Linked DNA regions of Mus musculus: all the other regions are linked to region 2. Evidence: chromatin contacts called from public HiCAR-type and promoter capture Hi-C data. All regions are on one chromosome and are shown on one strand. The core of a region is the stretch at or near the end of the contact, and the rest is flanking DNA. Distances in the headings are between cores, read along the strand shown.

What was found. Promoter capture Hi-C pulls out the DNA fragments that hold promoters and counts their contacts. HiCAR-type assays count read pairs that join an accessible place to other places.
Region 1: a HiCAR-type map of astrocytes shows a contact between it and region 2, with 2.9 times the contacts expected there. The contact joins the promoter of H1f1 here to the promoter of 9330162012Rik in region 2. A contact is called at or near these places in 5 of 39 promoter capture datasets (cranial neural crest, liver, maxillary cranial neural crest and 1 more), 2 of 484 Hi-C or Micro-C datasets (B cells and pre-B cells) and 3 of 115 datasets of contacts at active chromatin or transcription factors (astrocytes, embryonic forebrain and embryonic stem cells).
Region 3: a contact with region 2 is called in a promoter capture Hi-C map of pre-B cells, with 4 times the contacts expected there. The contact joins the promoter of Slc17a3 here to the promoter of 9330162012Rik in region 2. A contact is called at or near these places in 5 of 39 promoter capture datasets (the C10 cell line, frontonasal cranial neural crest, liver and 1 more), 1 of 15 datasets of contacts at CTCF or cohesin (large pre-B cells) and 1 of 9 other capture datasets (embryonic stem cells).

The regions. Positions count from the first base shown.
Region 1 is chr13:23,761,901-23,766,356 of GRCm38.p6, forward strand. H1f1 (H1.1 linker histone, cluster member) reads left to right here and starts at 1,768. Exons shown (of 1, transcript NM_030609.3): 1 at 1,768-2,512. The coding sequence starts at 1,817. The coding sequence ends at 2,458. It overlaps H3c1 (H3 clustered histone 1), which reads right to left and starts at 486. Exons shown (of 1, transcript NM_013550.5): 1 at 1-486. The coding sequence starts at 453. The coding sequence ends at 43.
Region 2 is chr13:24,935,485-24,939,632 of GRCm38.p6, forward strand. 9330162012Rik (cDNA RIKEN 9330162012 gene) reads left to right here and starts at 1,917. Exons shown (of 2, transcript NR_102323.1): 1 at 1,917-2,119; 2 at 2,301-3,565. It overlaps Aldh5a1 (aldhehyde dehydrogenase family 5, subfamily A1), which reads right to left and starts at 2,177. Exons shown (of 10, transcript NM_172532.3): 1 at 1,767-2,177. The coding sequence starts at 2,084. It also overlaps a transcript of Gpld1 not described here.
Region 3 is chr13:23,837,324-23,841,720 of GRCm38.p6, forward strand. Slc17a3 (solute carrier family 17 (sodium phosphate), member 3) reads left to right here and starts at 2,111. Exons shown (of 12, transcript NM_001164743.1): 1 at 2,111-2,342.

The DNA of each region.
Region 1 (4,456 bases), core at 518-3,017, 1.2 Mb before region 2:
GAGCCTTTGGTTAATTCCGTAGAACTGTACGGAACTGTACAATTACGCCCTCTCCCCGCGGATGCGGCGGGCCAGTTGGATGTCCTTGGGCATGATGGTGACACGCTTGGCGTGGATGGCGCACAGGTTGGTGTCCTCAAACAGACCCACAAGGTAGGCCTCACAGGCCTCCTGCAGAGCCATGACGGCCGAGCTCTGGAAGCGCAGGTCGGTCTTGAAGTCCTGCGCGATCTCGCGCACCAGGCGCTGGAACGGCAGCTTGCGGATCAGCAGCTCGGTCGACTTCTGGTAGCGCCGGATCTCGCGCAGCGCCACGGTGCCGGGACGGTAGCGGTGAGGCTTCTTCACGCCGCCGGTGGCCGGGGCGCTCTTGCGGGCGGCTTTGGTGGCTAGCTGCTTGCGCGGGGCCTTGCCGCCGGTGGACTTGCGAGCGGTCTGCTTAGTACGAGCCATAGCAAAAACTAGAAAGCAAGCTGGTGAGCACTTGGAGATGGTGAGTTCAGAACTACTATTTATAGTATGCAAAGGATAGTGATTGGATGAAAATACTGGTTATCTGTGACGTTTAAGACTCTGATTGGTTTATGTTTAAGAACTGCAGTTGAGGCTAAGGTAGTCTGCCGCGGTACTTATTTTTGTATGTGTGTGTTTTAAAGTAAATGGAATAAAATTCCAGTGACTGTTATCTTCTACAGCACATCTGCTTCCAAACACATTGCAGCTTGGACTTAGTGGCATTGAAGAATAGAGAACAATCTTGTTATCTTCATTATTGAAATGTAACAATGTGACTTCTACATTGAAGGAGAGTAGGCCAGATTCTACCTTTTGATTGGTTTACTGCCTTTCGTAAATAGCCACTAAAACAGCAGATTTAGAACTCTTCATTTGCGTGGAAAGTCTCCATTTTGTTGCAACCCACACTGTAAAGAAATGGAGAGAAACATGGGAGTAAAAGTACAGACGTCTGACTCGGGTTATTCTGAGCATTTCTTCATTAAATGGCTGTACTTGTATGGATGCTTTGAGTTCTTGCATTTGGAGCTTGAATTTTCAAAATACTTTCACGCATTTTTGGCCAGATATCACTGATACGTTCGAAAACAATTTTTTAACTATAAACTATAGAAATCGTCATACCATGTTAGGATTGCACTTTTAAATTCTTTAAAAAAAAAAATGGGCAAGACTTTCCCAGAGCTATTGTGTACTTGCATATCCTGGGAAAAGTCGTGTCCTGCCTTTTCTCTTTTTATTTGAGCCACTACTGGCTCACAATATGAAATCACTGTCGCAAGCTGACACTCCTTAAAAGAACACTAAGCCTCTTGCATAACTAAAATATAAAGTAACGATACATTGCTCCCATTACTGCCAAGAATCAATACTGAAACCCGCAGAGAAGGCCCACAAGCTGGCTTTCTGGGTTTTAATTGACTAATTTACAGCCACCTTTCACTAGTTGAGCTCCTTTTTGATAGGCATCTACCACTTTCTGATGATAAAACAGGAGAGTACAAGGAGAATCTGCTGTGGTTGAAATTCCACCTCAAGCAGCCAGCCGGAGAAGTTTTGAGGCCGCCTCCTCTACCTGCAAAAACACGAAGCTAGGTCGGTGGAATCGCAAAGGAGTTAGTTTCTGAAATCTTGCAGGCAGACAGGCGCACGGGAGGCGGGGCCTTAGGGTCCAGGGGGCGGGCGTTAGCATTCACCAATCACAGCACAGCACTGCTCTATAAATACTCCGTGCAGGGGCCTTGTCTTTCTACTTCTTTTCTTCGTCTTGGGTATAGCTGTTGTTTATTCATCAGCAACCATGTCGGAGACGGCGCCAGTCGCTCAGGCTGCTTCTACTGCCACGGAGAAACCTGCTGCTGCAAAGAAGACCAAGAAGCCGGCAAAAGCTGCCGCTCCTCGGAAGAAGCCCGCGGGACCTTCGGTGTCGGAGCTCATCGTGCAGGCAGTTTCTTCTTCCAAAGAGCGCAGTGGCGTGTCCTTGGCCGCGCTCAAGAAGTCGCTGGCTGCGGCGGGATACGATGTGGAGAAGAACAACAGCCGCATCAAACTGGGGCTGAAAAGCCTGGTGAATAAAGGCACACTGGTGCAGACCAAGGGCACCGGCGCTGCTGGCTCTTTTAAGCTGAACAAGAAGGCTGAGTCCAAGGCCATCACCACCAAGGTGTCAGTGAAGGCGAAAGCATCCGGGGCTGCTAAGAAACCTAAGAAGACTGCTGGGGCTGCAGCTAAGAAGACTGTCAAGACTCCGAAGAAGCCCAAGAAGCCTGCAGTTTCCAAGAAGACTTCCAAGAGCCCCAAGAAGCCGAAGGTGGTGAAGGCCAAGAAGGTAGCCAAAAGCCCTGCCAAGGCGAAGGCAGTGAAGCCTAAGGCTTCCAAGGCGAAAGTGACAAAGCCAAAGACCCCAGCTAAGCCCAAGAAGGCAGCGCCCAAGAAAAAGTGAACAGTTGGAGGCTTCTTCTATAAATAACCCAACGGCTCTTTTCAGAGCCACCAACATAACTCAAAGAGCCTGACACTTGTTTCACACTATAACAACTGCATTTGGGTACAAGCCTGGTGGGATTTAGGCATTATTAATTTCCCCCAGTAAACTGACAATTTGGGTCAGTCTAGTTTCTAGTTTTATTTCCCTGAGATTCTGGGAAAACAGCCTTGTTAGCCCTGGGAGGCGCTACCCTCTCCAGGTGTGGTGGATAAGCTCTCTATGGTATGGTAGTGCAATGGCCTGGGTGCCTCAACCAGATAAGGTCCTATTTTGCCAATGAGGATGAGAACTCAGGTGCTTGATCAGTAAGAGTGGGCTGCAGCAAGGGTTCACATGCAATAGAGTTTTTTTTGTTTTGTTTTTTTAGGGGGGGGGGGGGGGCCCGAGACCGGTTTCTCAGTGTAGCCCTGACTGTCCTTGAACTCACTCTAGACCAGGCTGGCCTTGAACTAAGAAATCCGCCTGCCTCTGCAGTGCTGGAATTAAAGGCGAACGCCACCACGCCCGGCTGCAATAGAGTTTTTTTAATTCAAGCCCACCAAGACTGTTCCTTACAGGAATGCTAGGTGCTTGGAGGCTTGGTTTTGTGAGGAAGTGGTTATCTCCCATGTACTGCAATGTTCACAGGCAGCTCTTGAAGCCTTTATTGATTTTTGCTAAGTAGCCACTTTTGTCCCTGCATTGATCCTCCTTCCTCCAAAGAGCTAGAGTTAACGCCCCACACCGTGATTTGCTGGGCTCCCTTATTCTGAGCTCAGTTTTTAAATTATTGGGGGTGGGGGGATTGTCTGGAAGTTGAGGGGCAACTTGAAATTGGTTCTCTTCCACTACTTGAGTCCAGGAGACTAGTTAAAGTCATCAGGCTTGGCGGCAAGTTCCTCTTACTCTGAGTGTCTTCTGGCCCTGAATTTAACTTTGTTGTCCTCTTTCAACAAAAAATTAGAAAACCAAGTGTCTGAGGCATTGGCCTGTTATCTCAAGTACACAGGAGGCCAAAGTAGTTTGGATCCTGAATTCAGGCTAGTCTGGGCTATAGAGTCAGAGGCTGTCTTAAACAATTATTTGGTTGGTTGTGGGTGTTTTGTTTTGTTTTTTAAAAAAAAGTTGGGTATTGCTTGTTTTAATGTTTTTTTTTTTTTTTTTAGTTAACTTTTTTTTAGTATTTCACATAAAGTATTGTGCTCATCCATTTGTTAATATGATGCAACAAGTAGGATCTCATACTGCTAACTATAAAGTATATTTTGCATTTACTAAATGACATATTTATTCTAAGAACAGCTCAACTTCCAGAAGTGTCAGTTTCAGCTTCCCCTGCTTAGCGTGTGGGCTCATTCATTTTTATTGAGTCTGAAGGATGTAGAATAATGTCAGTTATTTTTAACTCAGATTTTATATTTGTTGGCTTTATGATTGTTGGCTATTTTAATATTCCTGGGAATAGATTGCTTGTATCATTTGTTTTTTTTCAAAGTGGTCTGTCTTTTTGTTCAATTCTAGGTTTTGTTTGTTTGTTTTAGATATGTTTATTTTTCTGTGTTAGCAGTTTTCCCACATCTCAGTATGTGTACTGTGTGCATGTCCTGGAAGTGTGGGCGCAAGGAACAACCACCCAGGGGTCTCTGCAAGAACAAGTGTTCTTAACCACTAAGCTTTTTCTCCCATTGCGTCTATTGTGGTTTTTAATATAGTAGAAAAATGAATTTTATTTATTTATTTTTTTTAACCAGCAGCATTGCACACAGGTTTTTTTTTGGGGGGGGGTTGTTTGTTTGTTTGTTTGTTTGTTGTTTTTTCCTTTTCTTTTAGTTGTTTGAGACAGGGTTTCTCTGCGTAGCCTTGGCTGTCCTGGAACTCATTTTGTGGACCAGGCAGCCTTGAACCCAGAGATCCACCTTCCTCTGCCTCCTGAGTGCCAGGATTAAAGCTGTGCACCACTACTACCCTGCTGCA
Region 2 (4,148 bases), core at 667-3,166:
CTTATACCTAATATCCTCAGAAAGGCCAACCCTGATGTTATAGGAGAAAATGTGCCCCCTGCTAGAGGGAGGTGTTGAAGCCCCGAGTCACCTCATCAGTGCCTCAGAATGAGTCTTTAAAGAAGTGATTAAAGGCAGCTAGGCCTTCAGTCAACAACTGGCCCCAGAAGAAGGCCACGGTGATAGAACCACACAGACCAATTGGAGAAAAAGCATGATGTCTACAAGTTTGGGAGAAAGGCCTCAGATGAAACCAGGCCTGCCGCCATCTTGATCTCTGTTTTAGGGTTTCTATTGCTGCAACACAACATCATGGTCAAAAAGCAAGTTGGTGAGGAAAGGGTTTATTTGGCTTACACTTCGACAACACTGTTTATCAGGGAAGGAAGCCAGGACAGGAACTCAAACAGGGACAGAAACCTGGAGGCAGGAACCTGATGCAGAGGCCAATGAGGGGTGCTGTTTACCAATGGCTTGCTCAGACTGCTTTATTATAGAACCCAGGACCACTAGACAAGGGATGCCACCACTCACAACGGACTGGGCCCTCCTCCACTGATCACTAACTAAGAAAATGTCTTGTAGGCTTCCCTATAGTCCAGTCTTATGGAGGCTCCTTCCTCTCTGATGACCTTAGCTTATTCCAAGTTCACATAGAACTTAGCCAGCACAGCCTCTGACTTCTGGCCTCGGGAACTGCAGGAAGACACACTCCTGTCACTGTAAGCTGCCCAAATGGCCACCTTGGCCTCTCCTCTGACCTCTGGGCCTGCATGTGTCTTTTGCCCCCACATTATTCATCAGTTCCAGCACACTTCCTTGCTCTTTACAGCTTGCAGTTTGGATCTCCAAAACATCACGTAAGCTCTATAAGGGGCTGGATTTTCTTAAGATTCATTTATTTTATGCATATGAGCATTGGCTTGCATGCATGTATGTGTGCCTTCAGCAATCCCCTGGAACTGGAGTCCCAAACTGGTGAGAGTTGCCCCGGGAGCGCTGAGAACTGAACCCAGAAACTCTGCAAGAGCAGCAAGTACATCTCAAAAGGCGAACCGTTCTCCAGCCTCCCCCAACCTTTTTTCTGGACTCTGTATTCCAAGCACCTCCAGAAATACGTGGCACCCCCACGAAGGGTGGACCAATGTGAAGGCTCTAGTGCTTGTACCCTCATCAGGAGACAGCAGCAGGAAATGAAGGATAAAGAGACTATGATTTCATGGGGTTGGCTGCAGGGGTACTATCAAAAATAAAGGAGGAAGAATTTTTCTAAAATAATTTTCTGTCCTCACCATCTACCCTCCACTGTCCAGCCATCTCTGTTAGTAAGCGCATTTAGACCTAAAGTCAGAGAATGCCCCTAGACTTTTTCCCTCCTCTGAACGAAGCTCACATGTCCTTTCTCAGTGTCCTTGACACAGCTCCTACACATACAGCCCCAACATGCAACCTACATATACAGATACACATTCCCTACATACAGCTTTCACATACAGGGCTCTCTCTCATCTTCCTTCTACTCTCTCTCTCTCTCTCTCTCTCTCAGATAGGCTGGCTGACATAGCTCACTTTTATTATGCACACCTGTCGATACATGTAGGAAGGGGATCTGATAACCGTACGCATGCTCCAAACTAATTTATCTCTTTTTGTTGTTTGCTCTGGCTTTCCGTACTGTGTATCCCGAGGAACCGGTTTCACTTTGTTTCACTCTGTGGATCTCTGCTTCCTTCTAGGCCGGGATCCCGCACCTGCGGTGCTCTCACCTTGACCGAGACCCCTTTCCAGCTGTTGAAGGCATCGTAGGCGGCGCGCACAGCAGCGCGGGCCTCGGGTACCCCGCAGTCGGCCACGGTGCCCAGCTTGGCGCCGCTGGCCGGGTCGTACACCGGGAAGGTGGCGGGGGCTGGGAGCCAGCGGCCGCCCACGAAGCTGTCCCCGCGGAGTAGGTCGGCGTGGAGGCCCCCGGGGCCGCTGGCGTAGCTGCGCCGCGGGGTTCCTGCGGGCTCCGGGCGGAAGCGGCCGGGAGGCGGCAGCGCAGGACGCGCGGCCCAGAAGCTCCGCAGCAGAAAGCAGGTCGCCATGGCCCGGCAGTAGCGGCGACACCGGCAAGGGACAGGCAAGCGAGCTGCAGGATCTCAGGGGTCGCGGGAAAGCGGGAGCCCGGCGGCGGGGACGCGCGGGGTGGCGGGGACGCGCGGGGTGGCGGAGACACCGAGAGCGCCCTCTCTCTGAGCTGTTGAGATTGGAGCTGCGAGGAGACAGAGCTTGAACTGTGTTCCCCGCACGTTCTTCTCCAGGGCCTGCGAATGGAAAGACTCCCAGCAAGATGAATTCGTGCACATAACTCACCGTTCTCAATGTCGGATGCTCACCTGTCATTTCTTTAGGCCTTAATTGTGACGGGAGCACTTTCTGTTCCCCAGTTCCCCAGCCCCGGCAATATGCACTCCGTCTAAAGAAGGCACCAAAGGCCAAACTCGCGGTTTCATATGCTCGGGCTACTGAGCATTGGAACTGGGGATCACTGTTCAGTGAGGGGTGAAGTGTGGCTCAGTGATCGGTTCCTTGCATGCTTTTCTACATATCCCCTTCATGAATTCGGAGCACAGCGCTCCTGAGTACTGAGATTTGGGGCAACCGTTCAATTAGGGTCGAAGTGAGGCTTCCTCTTGCATGCTTTCTGTGTGTGTCCTCTGTTGGTCCTGAGCAGTGGTGCTCCCAAGCCACTGCCCTTTGCTTCGTGACGTAGCTGCTGTACATCAAGCAACTAACAGAGCTGAAGTTTAGTAACTGGAAACAATCATCCTAGAAGTAATAATAAGCCCGGTGTTGTGGCCAGCACTTGGGAGGCTCTCGGTAAGTTCAAGGCTGAGACCCTATTTTAAAAAAGAAATCAACAGGGGTGTGAGGATTGAACATAGCACTATCACCTTAAACAAAATCTTCATCCTCCTGCTGCATCTGGGCCCCAAACTCTGCAGAAGAAAGAAACCCTAAGTTTTAATTTGAATAAAAGAAACAGCAGGTTTGTGTTCAGAATACGTGGAGTCAAATGTTGTTGTTATTATTGAGAAAACATGTTATTATGTAGCCTAGGATGACCTACATCTCGCAGTCTTCCTTCCTAGAGTTCTGGAATTACAGGCGAGCACTACATGCCCCAGTTAGAATATTGTATTTGCAAAATGCCTTGGATGTTCTTTTAATTGTTGGCTTTGTCTTCTGCTGAGTCAGAGCCTCCCAGTCATGTGCCAGATACATCTGGCAGAAGTCTCAATAGCAGGATTTAATTGTGTGTACAGGTAGGTGTGCACACATATGTGCTGTGTGTGTTCACTACTTTGTCCTGTATTTTATTAAGGGAACTGGAGCGAGAAGCGGTCAAGATAAGGAGGGCCTCCGGTGGCTTTCTCAGCTATCGCAAGCTGGCCGGCCTGTATTCCTGCTGCCTGTAGGGGGCGCTCTACTCATAGACCATTCTATCTTCTCTGGACATTCCTTCAGATCTTGTCTTAATCACTGTAGACCCCAAACTTGAAATCGGCTTTGTGTCTCGGGATCCAATATAGAATTCACTGTCTCTCGTTATCTCTCTCTCTCTCTTCCTCCCCTTTTTTCTTTTATTTCTGTAAAGATTCATCTTGAAAAAAAAAAAAAACAGAAATAAAAGAAAAACATCTTGTTTGGTAACCAAAGCCAACGTCAAATTCACTATGCAGCCCAGGCTGGTCTTGAACTCAGGGAATCCACGGTATCAATCTGAGAGTATTCAAGCAAGTCACCGCTCCTGGCTTGAGAAACTTTGTAAAAGCTCTGCCTACTCTCCTTTTCAGCTGAGTTGCCCGCCTTGCATTTGCGCTCTAGGAGTAACACCGAAGTCTCGTAGCACTTTCACTGTTTGTTTCTTAGAAAGTGAGAAAAAAAAAACCCACAAAAATTCCCAAAAGCCTAAGCACACAATATTTAGGTTTAGTCTTACTGTTAATCTTCACAGCAACGCGGTAGTAAAATGCTTTTACTTACTTGTTGAAGGAAGGAGCTCACCAAGGCAATTGTCCCTATGGTCTGAGAAGTCCATTAAGTGGCACCCGAAACTTCCTACACTGATGCTTCTCCCCAGCAAGCCCCCGTTTGGAGTGGAAACA
Region 3 (4,397 bases), core at 861-3,360, 1.1 Mb before region 2:
AAAAATTAAATTATAAAACTAAGCCACATATTCCAACTTGGTTAATTTAGAATTAGAAATACGTGAATTCTAAAGTTGTTGATTATTTATCCCAGAGTACAGAGTTCTTTAAAAAAGGACTCAGCGAAAAATAATTGACACAGGAGGTAAAACTCCTAAGACTCCATAATGAACTTAGACCTTTCTACCTTTAAATTTCAGATGTGTATATGAGCTGTGTCTGTACTTCTTTCTCTTACAGACAGTGAAAGATTGTATACTATGGAGATCGTATACTACATATGCTTCAGAAAATCCTCATTCCCCAAGGCCCAGACTTCTCAAATTATTAACCTCAATGACACATCCAACAGCTCCAGTCAGGAGCTTCAGTCAGGGCTTCCCATTATGGAGAAGTGGTTTGTCCTCTTACAGCACTTAGAGTCAAACACAAAACCAAAGGAGATGCATTGAGAGCATAAAGCAAGACAGGACTTAAAGCCACAGTGAAGATGAGCTACCAGAAGAGCTCAGTGCACACAGAACCCAGATTCCTTTCTGTGAATGAGTTTGACATCAGTGCTCAGGCTGAGTCATAAGCCTAGGGGCCTCTGAGAGGTAGAGTTTTTTTGTTTTTTGTTTGTTTGTTTGTTTGTTTTTTGCCTATACGAAACAGTGGGTTTGAAGTACCACCTCACCTTTGAGGCAAGGACAAACTCCTTCACGAGCTTGGAAGGCAATGAATCTGTTGTCTACTTCCAAGCTATTGGCAGGATCGTCTAAAGAAATGAACAAGCTTGGCCTCTGGTGTGCTGGTGTGGGTGTTCCGAGCTCAGCCCCTTTGTTGGAAATCAATGTGGAGGTACCTCAAAAAGCTAGACATAGGACTATCATGTGATCAAGCCAGAACATTTCCTGAGAATATTCTCAACAGACTCTATATTCTACTGTAGATTTATTTACTCATTCATGTTTATTGCTTCTCTGTTCACAATCACCAGGAAATGAAAAGGTTTAAAATGTCCCATCACCTGATAAATGTGTAATGATACATGGAAGATTATTCAACCATAAAGAAAAATCAAACTACAAAATTATCAGTTCGGTGCATTTCTCAGCCCTCATCAGGGAAGCTTCTTTTTATAGTATAAGGTGATTAATACAAAGACCCACGGCTTGTCAAAATCTAGGGAGTAAGAGACTGTGGTATGATCAGCTTTAAAAGGGCATCTGTGTCACATTCTTGATCATAAGGCTCAGGAAGCATTGTAGAAGAGGCATCTTAAGCACCAGAGGTAGTGGACATCTACTGCAAAACCTTCTTTGCCAGACAAGACAGCGCTGTTGTACACGTGAGCTCACAGCAGCTGTGGCTGTAAACACAAGACCTGAGCAAGATCCAGCCAGCCAAAATCTCGCCACGGTCAGGGCGGGAGCTCATGAAGTCTCACCCATGGCCGAGGAGCTATTGGCAATTTATGGCTGCTAGCCGGTGAGAGCATCAGTTTTCTTCAGGGATTCAGATTCTAAGATGCTATCCATATTCCATTAGATAGTTCAACACCTATGAACACACAGACAACACTACGTGACTCAGTAGGGAGGAGGAGGAGGAGGAGGAGGAGGAGGAGGAGGAGGAGGAGGAGGAGAAGCAATGAAGAAGCATGAACTTGAGAGGGAAAAGTGACAGTGGGGAATGGGAGGAATTTGTTGGCAAAAATGAGTGAGGTCTGATCACAATGCATCATGTGCATGTATAAAAGTTTTAAGCGGTTACTTAAGTGAGTTAGAAAACTTGCCATTGTACATGGTAACATGTGCAAATTGAGATGTAGGTACGAGCATTGTTTTATGTAGTTTATCAACAAACATAGAAGTAATTAAGACAGGAAAAAAGTCATGGGGAATAAATACTGAATTTATGAGAAGCTTGTGGGTTTTGTCCATTTGATTTGGTTAACAACGTTACTAAATAAGATTATGGCCCACATAGTTCAAAGAAGCAAAAGAAAATTAAAGACCAGACAAAAAAAAGAGGGGGTAAAGTACAAAATGTGTTTAATTTGTAACTTATCCCATTTCAAACCGGAAAAAGGAAATGTCTTTAGAAATACTGCAAGGCAATGTGACTAATAACTGCCTGCAGGTGTCAGACCCAGTAGATCCTTCTGGGGTGCTGGCAAGACACTGGACAAGGACGAAGGCTGTGAAGCTCACAGCTGAAAGCAGGGGGTGCTTCAGCCTGTCATTAATGATTAATAATTGGAGTCATGGAGTGACACAGAATACTGAGTGGTCTGGTAAGAGGTAAGAGAAGCCTGTCCAGAGGAAACACAGGAAGGCCTACCTCAGTCACTAAGTTGGTAAGTCACTTACTTTCATTGGGTAGCCAAAGATCTGCACTGTCCTTGAATACCAGCTGAGGGTTGCTATACATCCCTCCTCCAACTTCAAATGTTCTCCTGCTGACAAAATAAAAACATGTTCATACAATGTAAAAACCTATGTCTACAAAGGCAATGGGGAAGCAAGAGTGAGGAAGACGGAAAAATGGAGGGAGAGGCAAAGGGAAGGGGGAAGGGGGAGAGAAGGGGAAGAAGATAACGGAGGATGGAGAAAGAGAGGGAGAAGGGAGGGGAAAAGAGGGTCCAAGAGGGAGGGGAAAAGGAGGAACATACAGAGACAGCGGGTAAGGAGAGGGAGGAGAAGAAAGAGAGGGAGAGGAGAGACTGGAAACTGAAGAGTTTGTGCTAGATCACCATAGGAATTGGTGGAGACAATAGCAGCTGTGGAGACAGATCCAAGAAACACATACTATAAAGGAATGTTTTTAAAACTTTTACGTAGTCACATAAAATCATGTATGTGTGTAGAAGTGACTTGTCCAGAGAATCAAGGGAGGTAGATCTACCATACCCAACAGAACTTGTTATTTAAAAAAAAAAATTGAATGAGAGAGACAGAGACAGAGACAGACAGAGACAGAGAGAAACAGACAGAGAGAGAATGGTAAGGGGAAAGTCAAAGTGTCTCATGAACAAACATCAGTTCTTTTGCTAATGAGCTCAATGGCCTAGGAGAAGAGAGTCAGTGAGTTTTCTGAGGTCCATGGCCCTGCCTGGGTCCTGAGTCTACAGCAGTGGTTGTAACTACTCTTGTTAGTCTGACAGCTGCTGGGGACATGAAGAACAGTGTGAGCATTGTGAAAACCACTCTAGATAAAATGGTGTTAGCAATCACTTCTTTGCCTGTTACATCATCAATACAAAAAGCACACAGCTCTTACCTTACAGCAAACATGACATTATACTGGAGCCATATTTGAGAGACCATGGTCTGGGAACAGAGATTTAGGTTATGCCAGATGTTCATGTCCCAATATGGAAGCCGTCTCATGAATTTTATAGTTTTATAGAATGACAAAAGTCATAAATCAAGGCAAGTTTAAAATACACTAGAGTCTACATAGAGAGGCAGACACAGCAAGATGGGGAAGTTTTTCTAAGGCCTCAGATGCTACCTGATAAAATTCTTAGACTTTGAATAGGTACAAGCTAGTAGTATCAGTATCAGAATCAGAATCTAGCAGTAACAGTAGCAGTAGCAGTTGTTAGCAATAGCCGTCATCATCGTAATCCTCTTTAAAAATCAATAGATTTCAAAAGGTTATTTATCAGTCATGGAATGTTAGTCCTGACACTAAGTAGAGGTGGGCAAGAAATGGTTGTTGAAGTGGCTAAGTCTATCCGAAATTAAGATAACTGGCCTCTGAACTTATACTATTTCATCCTTTCCACACTATTACAGTTCTAACCAGTGAACCAGACGTTGTAGACTCAGGGGCCTTCCAGGAACTCTCACAGACATTGCGAAGATGTATGCCCTGTCCCACAGAAAGTATTGATCTTTTCCTTAGTCAGCTATGCTTCAGCCATGTGACTACCACAATTTTCTGAAGAAGTGCAGCCTTTCATAATCAAATTCATTCATTGCCCAGATTCTCATCCAGATAAGTTAGGAGACAGAACTATAGCGTAAGAGAAAATAAGGTTACTCTTATGCAAGAATACTGGATTAAGAAAACCAATGAGGTGATATGAACCTTAACCAAATTAAAATGTCTGAGAGGGGACTGGAGAGATGGCTCAGTAATAGAGTGCTTACTGTAGAATGTAAAGACCTTAGTTAACTTTCCAGCACCCACGATGAAAGCTGGGTTCTGTGGCATTTGTTCCTGTAGCAAAGTAGATCAATATGAACCTGTACTGGAACTGGGGAGAGCCTAGCTCCCAAGCCAGAGCTCTTCAAGCATTCTGTAGTGACTCTGATAAATCCAGTGATAAGTAGTTCCAGGCCTTAGCGGCAGGATGCCTATTATATTGAAGTAGGAGATAGTAGCCAGCTGCACCCCACCTTGC